Linked DNA regions of Oryctolagus cuniculus: region 1 is linked to region 2. The links are chromatin contacts, called in public Micro-C maps. All regions are on one chromosome and are shown on one strand. Each heading gives the region's core, a stretch centred on a gene start, on an enhancer-like site or on the middle of the called end of the contact. The rest is flanking DNA. Distances are from core to core; before and after follow the strand shown. Region 1 overlaps MRPS6 (mitochondrial ribosomal protein S6). Region 2 has its middle 22 kb from the start of KCNE2.

The links. A called contact is a pair of places that touch in the nucleus more often than the background predicts.
Region 1: a contact with region 2 is called in a Micro-C map of ear pinna, with 5 times the contacts expected there. The contact joins two enhancer-like sites. A contact is called at or near these places in 2 of 6 Hi-C or Micro-C datasets (ear pinna and an unstated tissue).

Annotation. Positions count from the first base shown.
Region 1 is chr4:10,902,650-10,905,530 of mOryCun1.1, forward strand. The region is part of intron 2 of MRPS6 (mitochondrial ribosomal protein S6); the gene reads right to left. Among named protein-coding and RNA genes, the nearest start is that of SLC5A3, 34 kb to the right of the region's middle. Within about 2 kb of position 1,387, at least 2 of the 8 cell types and tissues checked have an H3K27ac peak or open chromatin away from gene starts, as enhancers often do. A contact at or near this core is called in ear pinna, where this site is marked.
Region 2 is chr4:10,686,287-10,689,242 of mOryCun1.1, forward strand. No RefSeq gene overlaps it. Among named protein-coding and RNA genes, the nearest start is that of KCNE2, 22 kb to the left of the region's middle. Within about 2 kb of position 1,460, at least 1 of the 8 cell types and tissues checked has an H3K27ac peak or open chromatin away from gene starts, as enhancers often do. A contact at or near this core is called in ear pinna, where this site is marked.

The sequences.
Region 1 (2,881 bases), core at 137-2,636, 220 kb after region 2:
AACGGCTCAGAATTCGACGGCACTGAGTGCAGACATACCCCAGGGCTGACAGTCTAGTGAGAAAGAGCAAACAAACCAAGTTCTCCAAGTCGCAGCTCCCCGCTCTCCTCAGCGATGGAACCAATGGGTAGACGGGTCCCCTGGGCGAGGCCCAGCTCAGTTACCTGGTATCTGATTATTCACCGCACTTCCAGGACCTTCAACCACGCGCTCCAGGCCCCCAGCGTGGATGAGGGCGTCACCACTGCCTCGACCACAAAGCCCAGCGGTGTCTACACTGAGAGGCTCGCTCTGATCAGAGAATCCCTTCACCTACAGGGCTCACAGCAGCCCTACCCGAGAGCCTGTCTTTTCTCGACAAGTGTGTAACTTTCATGTGCACCAGCCCTGCAGACATTAAAGGAGATGACTGAGGCTGAGAGAGAAGGCCGGGCGGTGCCAGCAAAGGTTCAGCACACAAAGGTGTTCCGACGGCACACAGGGTTGGAGAGCTGGAGGAATGGCGGGCTCCTTCCTAGCAGAACCTGTCCCCCACACTTCCTTGTGCTCCTCTCACACGACAAAGTGCAGCACCCCAATGATGGAAACCTCCTGGAGATTCGAAAAGCCCCAGGACCGCCCGTGCCACTCCTGCCCCTGTGGGTCCTGCCCTACCACCACCTCTCACCCGGCACACGCGGGGCGCGCGGACTGCCTGGACTGCCAGCCTCCACGGCCGCCTGCCCCCCAGGCGTGCAGAGAGGAGACGCAGCGGCCCTAGGATGTAAAGCTCATGTTGCTTTTTGTATTTCACTCTCGTCTTAACCCTGTGTTTACAGGCTTTCCACGCCGGGAGCTTGCTTGGATTTGAGTTCTATTCTTTGTCTCTCTCTCAGGCACCCTCCCCCTTCCCCCTAGCAGACAAGTGGAAATTTCCACTGAAGCTTTCAGTGGCTCCCGGTAGGTGGGGGTGGGAGGGGGAGGGGAGGCCTGCGCAGCCAGGGAGCATCTTGGAGCGTTTAAGAAGACAGGAGACAGAGCTGCGCGACGCCAGTTCCTAGACTGTCTCGGATAAACCTCGCCAGATCCCGGCTTTGCTGAGGCGATGAATTAGCACCTTGAAACTGAGGCCCCCCTGTACGGGAAGCCCCATTTCTTTTGCTGTCTGTGGGGTCTCGTACATTCTAACGCACTCGGAACCTGCTGCAGGGGCCCTGCCACTACAAAGACACTCCCAAGGCCACAGCAGCCTCCTTGAAACCCACCAAAGCCCCCCCTGTGGGCTGGCAGGAAAGCCGGCGGATCGGCCTCCTCCAGAGAGGGTGCCAGGGCTCTCGGAGCAGGCTGCAGACACTCGGGGCGCAGGGCAGTAAAATTCCACTGAGCCAGTTATTTTTATCATTCTGCTTACCCGTAAATAGAGGGCATCTTATATGTAGGCCAGCAAGTCTTTGCTGCTGACCCCTATCCAAATTTTAAAGCAGGAGAGACCGGGGCAGAAGGGGCCGAAGGGGCAGAAGAACCCCTGGTCTCCTTGTGAGTGCTTACGCGCGGGCGTGCAGATGGCAGCCCGGGCTCACTGCAGTGAATCAGACCTGGTGAGACCAGAGGCAAGAGCAGTCGGAGGCAGCCTTTCAACAAGCCAAGCCCCACACACTGGGCAGGCCACGGAGCAGCTTCTCCTGCAGCTCCCTCTCGCACCAGAACGCACTCTCGGTCCAGCCCCATCTAGTGGAAACAGAGCCTTAGGCTGCGTGCAGCAACGGAGTCAGAGGCTGTGGGGCTTCTGAGCCTACAGTACAGGGTCTCCCCCTTTCCAGCAAGGGCCTAAATGAGCATCTACTTCCTCTGCTCCCTCCTGCACCTGGGACAGCCTCCCCTCTCAGACGCCAGGGATACGGGAAGAATTTTCCACTCCCGCTCTGCCTTTCCCACAGAGCTGACAAGGGCATCAAGACAGGGACATCATCAAAGGGGCCTGAAAGAGACGAACCCACATCCAGGGCCAGGAGTGATTCCCAGGCCCTCTGAGTGCCCAGCCTGGGACATGCGCCAATTGTTTCCAGACACTGCCTGGAAGCCCCCATCGGGAACGCGGGTCCAAGAGACCAGAACCCCCAGGCCAGCAGATTAACAGTATTGGAGGAATCTAGTCAACTCCTTTCTGCTCCTAAACTCACATCACCTGGGAAACAAGGAACCTGAGCAGGATTCTCTCTGGGAGAACAGTGCTGATAAAGTCACAGACAGGTGTCTGAGATGTCGGCCCCACCCCTGCTGAGGGTGCCCAGATCCAGGTCGTGCCCTGCTGCCAGGCGGAGCACAGAAGAGTATTTTTAAGTTTCAAGAGGTCCTTTACTGAACACAGATGCTCGTCCAATCCTACTGACCGTCAGGGATCATGCCTTAAGTACATTTCTGTGGGCCGGTCTGGGAACCAACCGTCAAGTTGTTCCAACAGGAAAGTAGGTTCTCAGTTATAAACAACAGGCTTACACACAAATTTCTGGAACCTAACCAGCTTCTAGAGTGGAGACTGACCAAATTAGTATTTGGGATAGAATACCTATATTTTTATCTTTGGCATTAACTGGTAATAGACTTGACATAATAATAAACACCAAGAACTGCTTCCAAAGTCTACCCTATGCCTCTGAGAAGACCTGCTGGTTAACCCTACAGCAGGTCTCTCCTCCCCGAGCGCTCTGGACCCACTCTTTCAACCTCTGCAGGCACGTGTGCAGCAGGGGGGCGCTCTAGGGGAGGATGGGAGAATGAAAAGTAGAGGCGGCCACTCAATATGCTGGGAGGTAACCATGACAGACACCTGGCTGTCGGCCCTGGGCTCGTACTAGCCCTGCTGCGCCAGGCACCTCCACCTGTCCCTCTTTGCTGGTCCCTG
Region 2 (2,956 bases), core at 210-2,709:
AGCAATCGCTGTTAGCATCTGCACATCCTTCTAAAAGGGATACGCTTGACAGCACACAGACACAGAACATCTCGCTGTGATCCGGAAACTTCCACCAGCTGTTTGAAACTGCTTAGTCTAACTTCAGCTTTTCTGAACACAGGTTTGCTCCTGCAAAAGAGATAAGTGTTCCAAGCTCTTATGCATTTTGAGGGATTAAGAGGCCTGCATTTCTATGTGCAGAGGAAGTAGAGACATATCAGTAGCTTTGTTTAACATTGAGTTTGTTTGAAGAACCGAGACCCTCTTGTTTTTGCTCGTCGGTGCCCACTTTCTCATAACCTATTCGTGCCCCGTTTCTTTCCTCATGGGCAGACGCCTTCCTGCTTCTTCAGTCTCTGATGCTAAAATACGGCAGGAGAAGCACACAAGCTTCATGTGTGCTGTGTGCCCAACATCCTCTCTTTTTTCCCAACTTGGATATTTTCTATACAGGAACTTCGCTGCGTCTTATTTCTATTTTCTTTGCATTTCGAGTAGGGTGACCAAGTCGTTCTGGTTTGTGTGGGAACTTTTCTGTGCTGTGTCCTGGGAACTCCCTTAGTCCCAGGCAAAGGGCGGCGGGGGGGGGGGGGGGTGACCTGTAATCTTGGCTCGACGTTTCAGAAAACTTCAGTGAACCTGCACTAAATTTAAGGTTGAGATTCAGCTGCAGCCGCTACAACAGGCTCCACACTCAGTCACAGACCATCCAGTCGTCCATTTGGTGAGCATATAGAAGGAACTCCATCAAGTTCACAGGAAAAGCATATCATGGAAGAAGTATGTGTGGATTTATGAACTTTTTTTTGCACCAACATAAACTTATCTCTGGATTTCATTTTTCCATGAACCTATTGAAGTCCCTGTGCTCAGTGAAGCAGCTCCCTCTGCCATCCCGAAGCCGCTGAAGTGACTCTCACCATTTCCCCCTTTCAGTGCAGCTTCTGACACCAGCGATTTGTGTTTTACAACCTCTAAGGCCTTCGGAGCTGAACACAGACCCCAATTCAAATAGTTGCTTCATTCATGGCTATTAAAGGAAAGGGGACTAGAAATGAATGCCCCTGTTCTCCTCGGAGCTGCCCCAGTCATCGCTCTCGGGAGCTTGTGGGCCCCTGCTTGGAGCTCGGGGAGGCTCCTGGGAGGGAGGAGACAGGAGACGCCACATGACGTCGTGACGTCACAGACAGGCTCGGCTCGGAGAGGGTCAGCAGTGGCCAAGGGTGGTTGGAATCTGCCTCCAGCTTCAGAACTGCCTGGTACCTTTCTGGGAGTCCAGCTCTGCCCACGGCTGTTAGCCTTGAGGTTGACATTCGTGTTTATGAGAAAGTGGAAGTGAGGAGGGATCCACCACTCAGGGGCCATCTCAGCTTGGCCCAGACCTTGAACTCGAGGGCGAGGAGGTGGAAGCGACTGGGGTCAGGGAGAGGAATGTGCCTGGGAGATGGCCCTTCATTCCCTAATAAGTTCTCTCTCTCGGTCCCAGGCAGACTCCCTATAAAAGGGAAAACTGGACAACTGGCAGGGGGCAGGGAGCCTGTCCTGGCAGCTCTCTGTGAAACACGTACACCACGCTGTTTACGAATTCCTGCAGCCAGCCCCGGAATCCAAATGTAGACAACTCTGTTTATGTAACGAAAATAGATGCTTGCCCCGTGTGATTAAGGTGGCTACTGGAGACATTTGTTGCAGCTGAGGCCGGAGAGGAGAGAGCAGGGCATGGCGCCCTCTGGGACCCTGGGCAGGTAGCAAAAGCTCTCAAGACCAGTTTTCTGCTCAGAAATCTCCCAGGATGGGCACATCCAGGGGGCGCGGGAGAGCTGAAAGAAGTCACATCTCCGCATCCTGCCTCTGCTGTCCAGCGAGCAGCTGCCCCGCCCCCGTCCACCTGGGGGCAGTAGGGAGTCCCAACCGGCCTGCTCCGTTCTCAGCTGCGTTTGGAACAAGGCCTCCTACTGCACCCCTTGAAGAAGCCTCGTTCCAACAGATGGTTCCCATCAGCCACCCACTGTCTGGGTCAATAAGGAGGCTCGGATGCTGTAGGGTCGGGAGATGTGCCGCCCAGGGAAACCTTCCCTCTGAACCCTGGTCCCCAGCTCACCATGGCCTTGACACCTCCACCCCCCTGGCCTCATGACTGTCGTGGCCTTTCTCCAAGAAAACTCATGCGGAAGATGCAGCTCCAACGGCATTTCCTCGCCAGACAGTCTCCCACTGGTCTCCATCTGGAGGAAGTCGTAACTCCCTCATCTGGGCAGCACGGCTGCTCATCTGTCGTCCCGTCCACTCCGCTCTTGGTCACCTACGACCCGGGTGTCAGGGACTGGCCCTGGCACCTTCTTCTGTGGCTCAGCCTTCTGAGTCACTGCAACACCGCTTCCAGGGACCAGGAACAGGAGCTGGGGTGCTGGGCCCCAAACTGGGGACGCCTGCATTAGTCCACTTTCCGTCACTATACAAACACCCGAGACGGGGGAACTTGTGTGAAGGAAAGAGGTTTATTTAACGCACAGTTCTGGCTCCTGGATGGCCTGGCACCAGCACCGTCTGGGCTCTGTGAGGGCTTTGTGGCTGGTGGCACCAGAGGGCTGGGAACACACGGGAGAGGGGCAGATCACACCTCTAGGCAGGAAGCCAGGGAGGGACCCGTAATGACCACCTGCTAGGCCCTGCCAATGAGGCTCCCTCCACCTCTCCATGGCCACACTTGGGACCAGGCTTCCAACACACGAACCCTCGGGGGAACAGATCACACCCACACCCTATCAATGCCCGAGTCACTCCGTCATCTCCCTGCATCCTTAGGAAGCAAGCAACGTTAGGACTTCCGCCTTGCACCTGCTGCAGCTCAAACCCTGCTGGACCTCCCCCAGCTCTCTGTGCTGCTCCTGGCTCCTGGGGCTGCTCAGCTGTTGGAAGGACCCACGGTGCCTTG